Linked DNA regions of Mus musculus: regions 1, 2 and 3 are each linked to region 4. A link is a contact called in public Hi-C and HiChIP or PLAC-seq data. All regions are on one chromosome and are shown on one strand. Each heading gives the region's core, a stretch centred on a gene start, on an enhancer-like site or on the middle of the called end of the contact. The rest is flanking DNA. Distances are from core to core; before and after follow the strand shown. Region 1 overlaps Gm41071 (a long non-coding RNA gene). Region 2 overlaps Arl15 (ADP-ribosylation factor-like 15). Region 3 overlaps 4921509O07Rik (RIKEN cDNA 4921509O07 gene). Region 4 has its middle 18 kb from the start of Snx18.

What was found. A called contact is a pair of places that touch in the nucleus more often than the background predicts. HiChIP or PLAC-seq counts read pairs in DNA pulled down with a chosen protein or histone mark.
Region 1: a contact with region 4 is called in an H3K27ac HiChIP or PLAC-seq map of microglia, with 5 times the contacts expected there. The contact joins two enhancer-like sites. A contact is called at or near these places in 7 of 484 Hi-C or Micro-C datasets (3T3-L1-derived adipocytes, bone marrow-derived macrophages, embryonic stem cells and 2 more), 4 of 115 datasets of contacts at active chromatin or transcription factors (acute myeloid leukemia, bone marrow-derived macrophages and microglia) and 4 of 9 other capture datasets (adipose tissue, embryonic stem cells, liver and 1 more).
Region 2: a Hi-C map of regulatory T cells shows a contact between it and region 4, with 2.1 times the contacts expected there. The contact joins two enhancer-like sites. A contact is called at or near these places in 6 of 15 datasets of contacts at CTCF or cohesin (the G1E-ER4 cell line, embryonic stem cells, large pre-B cells and 2 more), 132 of 484 Hi-C or Micro-C datasets (the 4T1 cell line, the AML12 cell line, the AtT-20 cell line and 60 more), 15 of 115 datasets of contacts at active chromatin or transcription factors (astrocytes, embryonic forebrain, embryonic stem cells and 6 more) and 1 of 9 other capture datasets (embryonic stem cells).
Region 3: an H3K27ac HiChIP or PLAC-seq map of extraembryonic endoderm stem cells shows a contact between it and region 4, with 2.4 times the contacts expected there. The contact joins two enhancer-like sites. A contact is called at or near these places in 1 of 484 Hi-C or Micro-C datasets (stem cell-derived neural stem cells), 1 of 115 datasets of contacts at active chromatin or transcription factors (extraembryonic endoderm stem cells) and 3 of 9 other capture datasets (adipose tissue, embryonic stem cells and liver).

The regions. Positions count from the first base shown.
Region 1 is chr13:113,417,379-113,420,189 of GRCm38.p6, forward strand. It overlaps Gm41071 (a long non-coding RNA gene), which reads right to left. Exons shown (of 3, transcript XR_873978.1): 3 at 2,172-2,771. Among named protein-coding and RNA genes, the nearest start is that of Gm41071, 5.2 kb to the right of the region's middle. Within about 2 kb of position 1,448, at least 124 of the 459 cell types and tissues checked have an H3K27ac peak or open chromatin away from gene starts, as enhancers often do. A contact at or near this core is called in acute myeloid leukemia, adipose tissue, bone marrow-derived macrophages and 1 more, where this site is marked.
Region 2 is chr13:113,857,490-113,860,241 of GRCm38.p6, forward strand. The region is part of intron 1 of Arl15 (ADP-ribosylation factor-like 15); the gene reads left to right. Among named protein-coding and RNA genes, the nearest start is that of Arl15, 64 kb to the left of the region's middle. Within about 2 kb of position 1,367, at least 24 of the 459 cell types and tissues checked have an H3K27ac peak or open chromatin away from gene starts, as enhancers often do. A contact at or near this core is called in the G1E-ER4 cell line and regulatory T cells, where this site is marked.
Region 3 is chr13:113,467,592-113,470,670 of GRCm38.p6, forward strand. All of the region lies in intron 3 of 4921509O07Rik (RIKEN cDNA 4921509O07 gene), which reads right to left. Among named protein-coding and RNA genes, the nearest start is that of 4921509O07Rik, 34 kb to the right of the region's middle. Within about 2 kb of position 1,355, at least 1 of the 459 cell types and tissues checked has an H3K27ac peak or open chromatin away from gene starts, as enhancers often do. A contact at or near this core is called in extraembryonic endoderm stem cells, where this site is marked.
Region 4 is chr13:113,634,806-113,637,505 of GRCm38.p6, forward strand. No RefSeq gene overlaps it. Among named protein-coding and RNA genes, the nearest start is that of Snx18, 18 kb to the left of the region's middle. Within about 2 kb of position 1,361, at least 92 of the 459 cell types and tissues checked have an H3K27ac peak or open chromatin away from gene starts, as enhancers often do. A contact at or near this core is called in the G1E-ER4 cell line, acute myeloid leukemia, adipose tissue and 4 more, where this site is marked.

The DNA of each region.
Region 1 (2,811 bases), core at 198-2,697, 220 kb before region 4:
GTGGGGTCATATTTATATTCTTTCTAAACATCACGTGTCCTCTCACATGTTTACTTCAGCAAAACAACTTTTTACCTATCTGCTCCAGCAAAACATCCTATGACATAACTGAGGTTCCAAAGAAACCAGAAATTTCCACTTCAGACTATGCTGTGAAACCTTGAGCCAAAAATTAATCTTTCCTCAGGTTTGGGGCACAGTGATGCACAAGTGACTTATGCAGACCACAATGATATCTACAACGTCACAAGGTCTTCTACAGCATGCCCTTCCCCCTCCCTTATGAAGAAATGGTGACTAACTGTCCTTCCTTTGAACCTAAATAAGGTTGTGGTATATTGTTATAACAGAGCAGGACACTGGGGTCCGTCTCATAGAAGTCTGAAAGGAGTTGTGATCATGTCTTGTCACAGGAGCAAGTGTGTGCTTGAAGACCTGAGTTGCCATGTCTAAGAAATAGGAAATGTCCCTTCAAAGCCATCATCCATGCAAAATGATGTCATTCTAGCATGGCTGCTTGGGGGGTTGGAGACCTACACTCCTGCCAGTAACCTGTCTCCCACACTCTGTAAATTGTTGTCTCCTTAGTGGAAACAGGTGGAACTAAACTTTGTTTTATTACTGAGACCTTAGAAGCTGGTAGATGCTGCCTCAACTCCTCTCAATGCAGGGAGAAAGCCCTCACAGCGTTTCTGTACAAACACTTTATTCCCTATTGCAGTAATTGCTCCTTACTAAAATCTGTCTTTGACACCTTAATCAAACAGTGGCTGGCTTTGTGTATCTTTGGCACTGGTCCAGCCTTTAACTAAGTGAGAAACGGCCAACCCTCCTCGCTGACTGATTTTCGCACTGCGTAGTCACTTGCTGTGAAATCTGGTTCCCTTCCACTGGAAGGCCCAACATTCTTAGGCCATTCACAAAAGTCCCCTGGACTTCCTGGGCCTTGACACAATTTACTGCACTTCTGTGCCGAACACAATCTGCTGACTCACTGAAAACAGCGCTCGTTTATAAACAGGAAGCGGAGCATGTGGCTGCAGACATTGAGCAACAGATGGGGATTGTTGAATGTGGAGGAAAAAATAAATAAAAGTTTGAATTTAAAAAAAAAAGAAAGAAAAAGAAAAAACTGTGCCCCTAAATAAAAACTCTGTAATTCATGGAAATACAATCCATCTATTGATCCTTTATTAACTATTTACATAAGAGGAATTTTTAATTGGTCAAGCCAAGTTGGTGAGTTGGGCAGGCTGTATGTATTTACTGTGTCCCTAGATAATGTGGCTTTTGCTTTTATTTTTTCTTTCTTCTCCAACCAGCACTTTCAAGGCCTTCACAGAAGAGATGTGGTTTTTTGTTATTTTTGTTTTTTTCTTTATGCTCTGATACACTGCCTGCCCAGGCTGGAGCTCTAGACTTGAATATGGGTGATTACAGTCTCCACTAGGGAGATATTAGACCGTGGCAGGCAGCCATACTGACTTGGTAAGCATCAATAAGAGGGAGACTAGCGTGAATCAGGCATGTGGGAACACAACAGAACAAGTTCCCGTGGTGTTTCTCTGCTGGGATGGGTTTCTAGCAAACTGACTCAAGAAAGTAGAATCAGTAGTCAAGGAAAGACCAGGGTAATTAGCTTAGGAAAGATTATATTTGGGGACTTGGCACCAGCCATGTATTGGAGCAGAGGCAGCTGAGTGATATTTGGAGTCTTTCCCCTGGTCTTCCACCCCATCAGCCAATGGACAAGGGTAGCCTTGTGCCTGGGATATTAGGTTCTTAGTAAGCAGTGGCCAATGCTTTGCATTGCACACAAACACTGTTTACCTTAGGAGGTAAATAGCGGCAACTCCATTGAGTAAATCAATACTCAGGTCTTTATCAAACCGAACAGAGCGGAGCTGGGATTGCAGCTCACAGGTGCCTCCTTGCACAGCACAGATGTGCCCGATTTATTGCTGAACTTCTAGAGTAAGGTATGTCTCTTCACACGGACACTCTTGACAGTGGTGCTTAATAGTCGAATGCTATCTACAAGTTAGAAAACCTTATTTGACTTTCCTTTAGCTTCTTAAAGAGCAGAGGGCATTTGTTCTTCTATTATTTGCAAAGGAATGCGGTCATAGAAACGATAAACACCAATGATGTCCTATTGCACACATGTAAACTGATTTTGCACAATCTTTATTGTATATTGGATAGTACGGAAATACTGAGAAGTCTAAATAGATCCAAAGCAACCCTTTTCTGTAGTATTTGGTGTGTGTTTCTGTGTGGCAGATGCATGTGCACACGTGAGGGAATATAACCAAGCAGGCTTATAATATCCAGGGCTCTGAGTTGGTCCACTGCAACATCTACCTCATCTATGAACTGCTGGAGAGCATGAAGAGGCTGGTCCTGTGGATCCAAAGCTGCAGGATCTCCATGACACAGGGAAACAACAGGACATCCAAGAGGAGGCTGATCCAGTATTGATGATGGAGCAGAGGCCAGAGGACTTGAGCCAGACTCATGACCATGAATATTTACAAGTAAATTCTCAATACTTTATTTCCAACCTCTAGGTTCTAGTAGACAGAGGAAGATCCTCAAGGATAGTTATAACTTTGAACCTTGGGTAGAAAGCCAGAGAAGCCGGAGGACCATCCAAAGCCCTGACAGGATTGTTCTTGATGGTTCATGTGGGGTGGAGCATCCCTGACAGGTGCTGCATTGAATTTCTGCCTCTCAGGGCTCAGTTCTGCTGAGTCACAGGCAGCTTCATCCTGACCAACACAGAAATGTCTCTTACCCTGTAAAGAAAGC
Region 2 (2,752 bases), core at 117-2,616, 220 kb after region 4:
TGTCTTAGTCAGGGTTTCTATTCCTGCACAAACATCATGACCAAGAAGCAAGTTGGGGAGGAAGGGGTTTATTCGGCTTACATTTCCATACTGCTGTTGATCACCAAAGGACTGGAACTCAAGCAGGTCAGAAAGCAGGAGCTGACGCAGAGACCATGGAGGGATGTTCTTTACTGGCTTGCTTCACCTGGCTTGCTCAGCCTGCTCTCTTATAAAACCCAAGACTACCAGCCCAGAGATGGTCCCACCCACACGGGGCCTTTCCCCCTTGATCACTAATTGAGAAAATGCCTTACAGTTGGATCTCATGGAGGCATTTCCTCAACTGAACCTTCTTTATCTGTGATAACTCCAGCTGTGTCAAGTTGACACAAAACTAGCCAGTGCACATACCTTCCCATCCCCCCTTCTTTTTGAGACCATCTCACTTTGAAGTCCAGTCTGGCTTTGATTTGGAATCAATCCTACCTGAGCCTTCCCATTTTGGGAATAGGGTATGGCGGTGGGGGTACGAGGAGGTGGGGGAAAGAAGGGGTATGGAAACGCAGTGTTCCTAACAGGTTCTTTAGAGAGTTTTTGAGAGGAGCTAAAGAAAGGGATGGGACATAGTCTGAAGTTTAGGAAGACTGGGGGAGGGGAGACTGACATGTCGCATGGTATCTCATAACATCATTTTATGTAAAAACATTATTTGTTAGTGAATCGAATCTGTTTCCATATGGGAAATGCACTTGGGATCTGTGTTAGGCTTTTCTTTCTATTCATTTTAGAAATCAGGCACATTGAAAATTAATGTTGATATTCATAGACTCAAAATTATAGTTAGAATTAAAAACAAAACACTTGTGAGTGAAATGGCTCGGTAGGTGAAGCTGCTTGCTGCCAACCCTGACTCCTTGAGCTCTGTCTTGGAACTCTTAGGATGGGAAAAGAGAACAAACTCCCCCAGAATGTCCTGACAGGCGGTGTGAGTGTGTGTGTGTGTGTGTGTGTGTGTGTGTGTGTGTGTGAGTTAGTGTGTGTGTGTGAGTGTGTGTGTGAGTGTGTGTGTGTCTCTGTGTGTGTGTGTGTGTGTGTGAGTGTGTGAGTGTGTGTGTGAGTGTGTGTGTGTGTGAGTGTGTGTGTGTGTGTGTCTCTGTGTGTGTGTGTGTGTATACACATATACTAAATAAATAAATGTAATTTAACTTAAACTAAAACAGCTGCAGCATAATAGCTTGTAATCGGTGGTGGCCATTAACCTTTCCGTGATGTTTTTACCTCTTTGTTTTGCCTCTTTCTTTGTCAAGGTAATTGTGGGACTAGGGGAAATGGGGAGGAGCCCTGAGTGGTGGCAGATGGTGTTGCCCAGAGCTCAGTTGTGATGGCCTGTCAATCAAATCAGTTTCTGATTAAAACCCCATTACCTTCTGCCACAGGAAGTCCTGCCCCCTCTGCCCTTGCAGGTTTTTTTTTTTTTTTTTATTCGTTTGACCTTTATTGTGTTTGATTTTTGTAATCTCAAATTTCTTTTTCCTCTTTAATTCTTTTTCCACATTTGGACGTAGATAGGAGAGAATTCAGTCCCGTGTTTTAGGGAGTGGTATCAAAACACATTTATTTTGTTCGGTGTTTTCTGCTCCATCCTTCCTTAAAGATAAAGACCCTTTCTCTCTGTGTGATTATGAGACTGTTGGGTTTGGGTGTGCCTCTCTGTAATGCTCTGATATGAAAGACTGACTGCATAGAAACTCTTAGACGACTCTGATATGGATCCTGGAGAACAGTAGCTTCTCAGTTATTTTTAGGCATACCTGTCTATCCTCAGTATGAACAGCGGAGGCATGTTGCCGTTTCCCTGGTAACTTCTCGTGGGCATTAGTAAATACGACGGGACCCTAGAGTTTTCCCTCATCTGAACGGCATTTCAGGGAATTCCTATAAAGTGACAAAAATGTATTCCTGAAGGGAACTCTCATGCCATTTATTCTACACAGATCATTTTATGGTGAGGCCCAGAGACGAAAATTGATTTTGTCTGTCCACGATTAAGAGAGAGAAATGTAGGCCCAAGTGCAGGTACCGGCTCTTTAAACGATAATTCACGCTGCAGCGCACACCACGCAGTCCGTCTCTCAGTCACGTGGACCCAGGGGCGGAGCCTGTGGAGCCTCGTGGTGTTTCTTGTTTCTTAAATGTTGACAGTAAATTTTGAGAAGCTGTAGGGTAGAGGCCCCTGGTCCATTCCCATACATTTATTATTATTGCTATTATATTGGTGTTATTATTGGTATTATTATTACTAATGTTTCACAGGAAGTGTGTGGCTTTTGGAAAACAGGGAGGCAACTCGTGAGTGACGTTCTTAGATTCTTGCTCTCATGTTCAGTCTGTGAGGACAATTTATCTTTCCACATGACTTGAGTGTCTTCCCTGCTCCAAGTATCTGCAATTAAAACATTCCTGCAGTCACCACATTTGTTGTTGTTGTTTTCTTTTTACAACTTATTGCAGACTTTTTTTTGGGAAACCTATTTTTTTATGGCAATTTCTTGGTGCCTGGACTAGCAAGGCTCTGTTCACAACAAGGCCTCTGTCATAAATAAAAAGGATGTATAGTGCCAGCTTGCCGACTCAGATATGGTATGTTGTACAGACGACAAGCTTCTCAGTTTTCCTAGATTAATGTGTTCACAGTGGGCTCCAGTTAGGTCTAGTTAGGTTTAGTACACCATTTCCAGGATTTCTTTGGCATTTATTTTGTCAAAAGACA
Region 3 (3,079 bases), core at 105-2,604, 170 kb before region 4:
TTGACAAGTTTGAAAGTAGGCATATCTTTATATGCTGCTGAAGTTTTCTCCAACAAATGTTTTCTACACAATTAAACAACATCTACACCAACATCTCCACTCCCCAGAGTAACCAATGAAAAAGTCTAAAAGTCCCAAGAATTAGAGATATGGTAATTCAGGATCTCACCGTTGGTTATTTTAATTTGCATTACTTTCTTATTTATTTCACATTCTTGTTTTCTTCTGGGTCTGTTTCTGGTTTACAATCCTTTGCCAATTTTCCTATATTAGCTTTGTGTCCTGTTGACTTCTAAGGGCTTTGTTAACATAACATGTCTATTAACTATTTGAGAATTTCACACAATACCTTTTGACCATATCCACCCTTCCTCCAGCTTCTCCCAGAGCCATCTCTCATCATCCTGTCTCCTCCAGACCACACCCACCTTCAACAACAAATGAAGCCCAATGTGTACTGCCCATGTACTCATGGCTGTGGTACCATTAACCTACCAGAGACCACAGCCCTAAAGAAAACCGAGTCTCCCTCTCCCCAGGAAGCTCTCAACAGTTGGTGAATCCTCAGCTAGGGATGGAGGAGGCTTGTGAGTCCCTCCACATTCCAAGCTAGAATGTTAACCGGCTCAAACTTGGGCAGACAACAGCAGCTTTTGTGAGTTTGTGAGTTTATCAGTTAGTCCTGCCATGTCCAGAAGATATGCTTCACTCTGCTCCTCCCCCACCTCTGCTCTTTCAATCTTTCCATCCTTTCTCATGAAATGGCTTCAGAGCCCGGTGAGGAGAAGGTATCATTTAGATGTCCCACTTATGCCTGGACATCCCATAGATCCTCTGTCTCTGCACTTTGACCGGCTGCTACTTTCTAAGGTTGTTCTTACTAATGTGCTGGATAGTTTTTCTCTTGTAGTGTGAACGTAAGTTATCTTTTCCCAGCCGGTGGCTTGTATTTTCATTTTGACTACATTAAATTTTAAAGACGTACGTGCAGTAATAACAACAAAGCTTTATAAGTAATCATTTCCTTTGCAGTTGTTTCTTCCATGACTTATTGAATCTTTATTTGTGTTGCGATAACAAATATAATCTTATACCTTCGGTTACACTGATTAAGGTTGTGAAACTGAATATAGCAGGTGTAATAGCTGGAGGGAGTCCACTAACAGCCCATTCAGTGAAATTAGCAAACCATTCAACTCTGCATAGAAATCACCAGCTTTTTCTACCAAATTATCTGCCCTTGAGAAAGTCAACAGACTGCTCCTTAGCACACACAATGTCCCTGTGGTTCTCAGGAGTTGAGTGAGAAATCCCAGATAAATGTTAACAGGGTTGTTACTCTCTCCTTTTGTGCCGTTGTCTAACCTCCATTTGTAAAACTTCCAGCTGTGGTTAAACTGCCTCTTCCATCCCTGGACTATAGTGCATTGTGCTAAACTGGCAGAGTCAGCTGCAACATAGGAAAATCGCCTAGAACTTTGGATCTGCGCTGGCTTCTTTTGTTTGTAAAAGCGGGGTCTGCCGAGCCCCTGCCAGGGAGATAGCTCAGGAGAAGGGAGGTACACATGGGTCCACCATGAAGCTCTGGATTCCTTAGAGGGAGGAAGGGAAAGGAGACAGGGGTATTCCCTCGTCTCTCCACTGCATTCCAGACATTCAGAGGTTCCCTGGAGTCCTCAGGGCCCAGACTCAGCACATTGGAAATGAAAAATGAAGTATGTTTTGAACCAAATTTCAGCTTTGGGTTTCCTTCTGTGGACTTTTTCTTTCTCCCGTGCCACCAGTCTCTCCTTATTCGGCCTACCAAAGCCTATACTCATCAGAGCATCTGACATTTAGAAGGTCACAAATGTGACCATATTAACAAAGAGTATAAAAGTGCTATTATGCTGGCTAGTTTTATGTCAACTTGACACAAACTAGAGTCATTTGGGACTCTAGAGAAAACTGAGAAAATGCCCCTACCAAACTGGCCTTTGGGCAAACCTATAGTGCATTTTGTAAAAAAAAAAAAAAAAAAAAGGTTTCTTTATTTAATATATCTGAGTACACTGTAGCTGTCTTCAGACACACCAGAAGAGGGCATCGGATTCCATTATAGATGGTTGTGAACCACCATGTGGTTGCTGGGAATTGAACTCAGGACCTCTGGAAGAGCAGTCAGTGTTCTTAAACCCCGAGCCATCTCTCCAGTCCTTGATGCATTTTTTTAGTGAATGATTGGTGTGGGAGACCCCAGCACATTGAGAGTGGTGTCACCTCTGGGCAGGTGGTCCTGAGATGTGGAAGAAAGCAGTAAGCAGTGACCCTCCAGGGCCTCTATTCTGTTCTTGTCTCCAGGTTCCTGCCCTGACTTCCCTTGGTGATTAACTGTTACTGGAAGTGCAAGCTGAAACAAACTTTTTTACCCTTCAAGCTGCTTTTGGTCAGGGTGCTTTACCCCAGCAATAGGAACCCTAACCAAGACAGATAACCATATGCTGTATGCTTTACATGTAGAAAGATTTCAAAGATGAAGAACTGAAGAGAAAGGAGAGCCATGTTCACGGGGATCCTCACTACAGTAGATTCCTCTCAAGGTAGAGCTCACACCTAAATGACACTGATTTTGTAGGCTGTGTTCCACATTGAGAGACACTGGCGTGCCCAAGGGGAAAGTCATGCATGTAGCAGCCTCACCCCCAACCTGGAAGTAGCTACTATCCTTACCACATAGCTCTCTCTCTCTCTGTCTCGTCTCTGTCTCTCTCTCTGTCTCTCTCTCTCTGTCTCTCTCTCTCTGTCTCTCTTTGTCTCTCTCTCTCTGTCTCTCTCTCTGTCTCTCTCTCTGTCTCTGTCTCTCTCTGTCTCTGTCTCTCTGTCTCTCTCTCTGTCTCTCTCTCTCTCTCTGACTCTGTCTCTCTCTCTCTCTGTCTCTGTGTGTGTGTGTGTTCCTCTTTCTAACGTCATCAGAGTTGAAATATAGCTTACTGCTTAATATGAATAATAATATGGACACCCATTTAATATTTTAAAGTTTGAAAACAGTCAAGGAAGCTTCAGGATCCCTGTATAGCAGGGAAGGGGTTTAGGAGCCACT
Region 4 (2,700 bases), core at 111-2,610:
GAGGTTGCTTAGACCCCCCCACCCTCACCCCGGAGTTGCTGCTAGCCTCTAGGCTGCCATGCTCATCTCAGGCTTGCTGTCTGCTCTCACCGCCTGCTCAAGAGAGCATGTGCATTACATCATTCAAGTGGCATAATGATTTCTGCTTTCCTGGCTAAAACCTGACTGGCGCAAATATCTCCTCAAAGCCATAGTCGCAGTGTTTATACAAGGCAAATTCTACATGACTGACACAGCACAGGCTGGGTGGGGCATTCTGTGAAGTACGCCTGTCTTTAAAAGAGGCTCTGAAAAGTCTCTTGTCTTTTCTGATTTCTTCTTATCACCAAGCATCTCCAGAGTATCTCTTGTCTGCTGCCTTTCTCGGCTATCTACTGCGTGCCTGCCGAGTTAGCCCTTTCAAAAGCTCGCCTTGCTGTGAGCTCAGAGTTTCCTACCATGGGAGGCATCTGAACACGGCTCAGCTATATCCTGACCTCAGGGTATCCGAGGGCTACAGGGGGTCAGCTGGGTGGTGTGCTCCTCTAGAAACCTGAAAAGGGAAGCCAGCACCTGCTTCTGAACTCCTTCCGTGTTGTCAGAATTTATCCCTTAAGGTTAGGACACCAAGGTCCCTGTTTTCCTGCTGGCTGTTGGTTTGGGACCCTTATCCTCTTGAAGTTCCTTGCTCTACGGCATTCCCATAACACAGTATCTTCAAAGCTAGCAAGGGACCCTTTCCATCCAGTCAAGACAGTCTTTTATAACAAAATATGGTCATCAGGGTGACATCTGATCATGTTTGCCATTGTTTTACAGTTTAGAAGCAAGTCACAGTTTCTACCAATACCCAGGGGACAAGATTATACAAGGATATAGATCAGTGGGGTTGCTTTATTGTGTCTACCACATCACCTTCAGGGTGACCAGACAGCCGTTCAATGTACAAAGCGACACACCCAAGCGTTGCTGATTCTTTTCAAGATAATCTGAGAGGGGAAGATTAGGATTTAAAAACAAAAAGAGCAACGAGTCTTGCTAGAAGTATTAATAGAATGTTCCAGGCTGAAGCAGGATGGAGGCACGTAGAAACCCGGGGCAGGCATGGGAGGAGCCCTCCCTTGAAGGCACAATCAGTCAGAGGCAAGTGTACTGTACACAGAGGGCCTATCGAACGATCGGGAGGATTGGAACCATGAAGGGGGCACCAACTACGCACACTCGATGTATAAAAGCAAGTGTTCCCGTTTTATAACATGTGGTCTTTGCTCTTCACCCTGCCTCCCTCCATCTGCTTCACCATCGCGGCGGGTTTCCAGGGAAACTTCTGTCCCGGAAGGTGGAGAGCGAGCGCGTGAGGAGGACATTCAGCAGCCACTTCCTGTTTCACAGCACACAACAGTGTGGTCAGGGCAGAAGCCACGTTTGGTTTCTTCTCTACAGTGCTCTAAAGTTTCTTGTTAAACTTCCTAGCTGTATCCAAGTTCTCCCACTCTGTCCCCTTTGAAGTGGCTGGGGACTCTGAAATTGGGCAGACCTGTTAAATCCACAGCACCGGGAGGACCTTATTCCTGCCCCAGCTGCGGTTCCTTTTGTGCCTCTTCCACAGCCCCCCATCCAGGGAGTTTTATACCTTGTAGTTTCAGCTTTCCAATACCGATGAAACCTCTGAATCATGGCTCCAGTCTTGGTTGGAAATAAAGGACGAAAGAATGTATAGCTACTTTTTTAGCCACGCCCCTTCCCATGAGTGGCCTCGCCAAGGTCAAGTTCTAGTTTCAGTCTAGTGTCCCTTCATGTTTCTCGGGAGACAGGGCGGCAATGAAGTCTGCCTTGAAATAAATCAGCGGCGAACACAGACTCATGATAGTCTGACAGTCCTTTTCTTTATACCAAGTTCCTGGTTGGTTTTGTTTGGGCAGTTTTGTTTTGAGATAAAGCCACACTGTAGTTCAAAGTGACTCCAAGCTCACAAGCATCCTTCCTGCCTTTACCTCTCCCTAATAGGCTAGTTCTTTGATGGCGAAATGAGCCTATTCAAACCAGATTAGGTCATATTAAATACAAGTTTATCCGGAAGCTGCTCTCAGGTGAGTTCGCTGGCCCCAAGGACTGAGGCCTGGGAAGTCATCATGGGGTGGAGTATGGGGGGAGAAAGGGCCTGGGCACAGAGAGGGAGAGAGGGATGGGAGAGAGAGACAGAGAGAGAGAGACACGGAGAGACAGAGGGAGAGACAGGCAGAGAGAGGGATGGGGAGAGGGAGGGGGAGAGGGGGGGAGAGGGAGGGGGGGGGAGAGGGAGGGGGAGAGGGAGGGAGAGAGGGAGAGCCCCCAAAATGTCTGGATCATAAAGCAAACGCCTTTAGAGGAAGGTAACTTTGAGGGTTGAGAGACCCTGGAGGCCTGCTTTGATGTATAAAATATGCACCTCAGTTCCTTGTTCCAAGGTCTGAAACCAAACACTCTCCCATTAGGATTACGTGCCTGTGCCATCATTGTACCTGGCTTAGCGTGCCTAGCTTTTCCAGCCATCCCTGTCCCCTACCTTCCCTTGGTAGCCTAAGCCAGTCTAAGCCTTCATTGTGGTCAGTTGTCTGTTCATTGGCTCATTCCACAAAAGATCCCACCAGCCCCTCCCCCTCTTCCGACAGAGAAATTGCAAAACAGGATGGTGTGACTAGAATAGACTCTGGGGGTCTGATTGCCTGGGTTCAAGCCCAG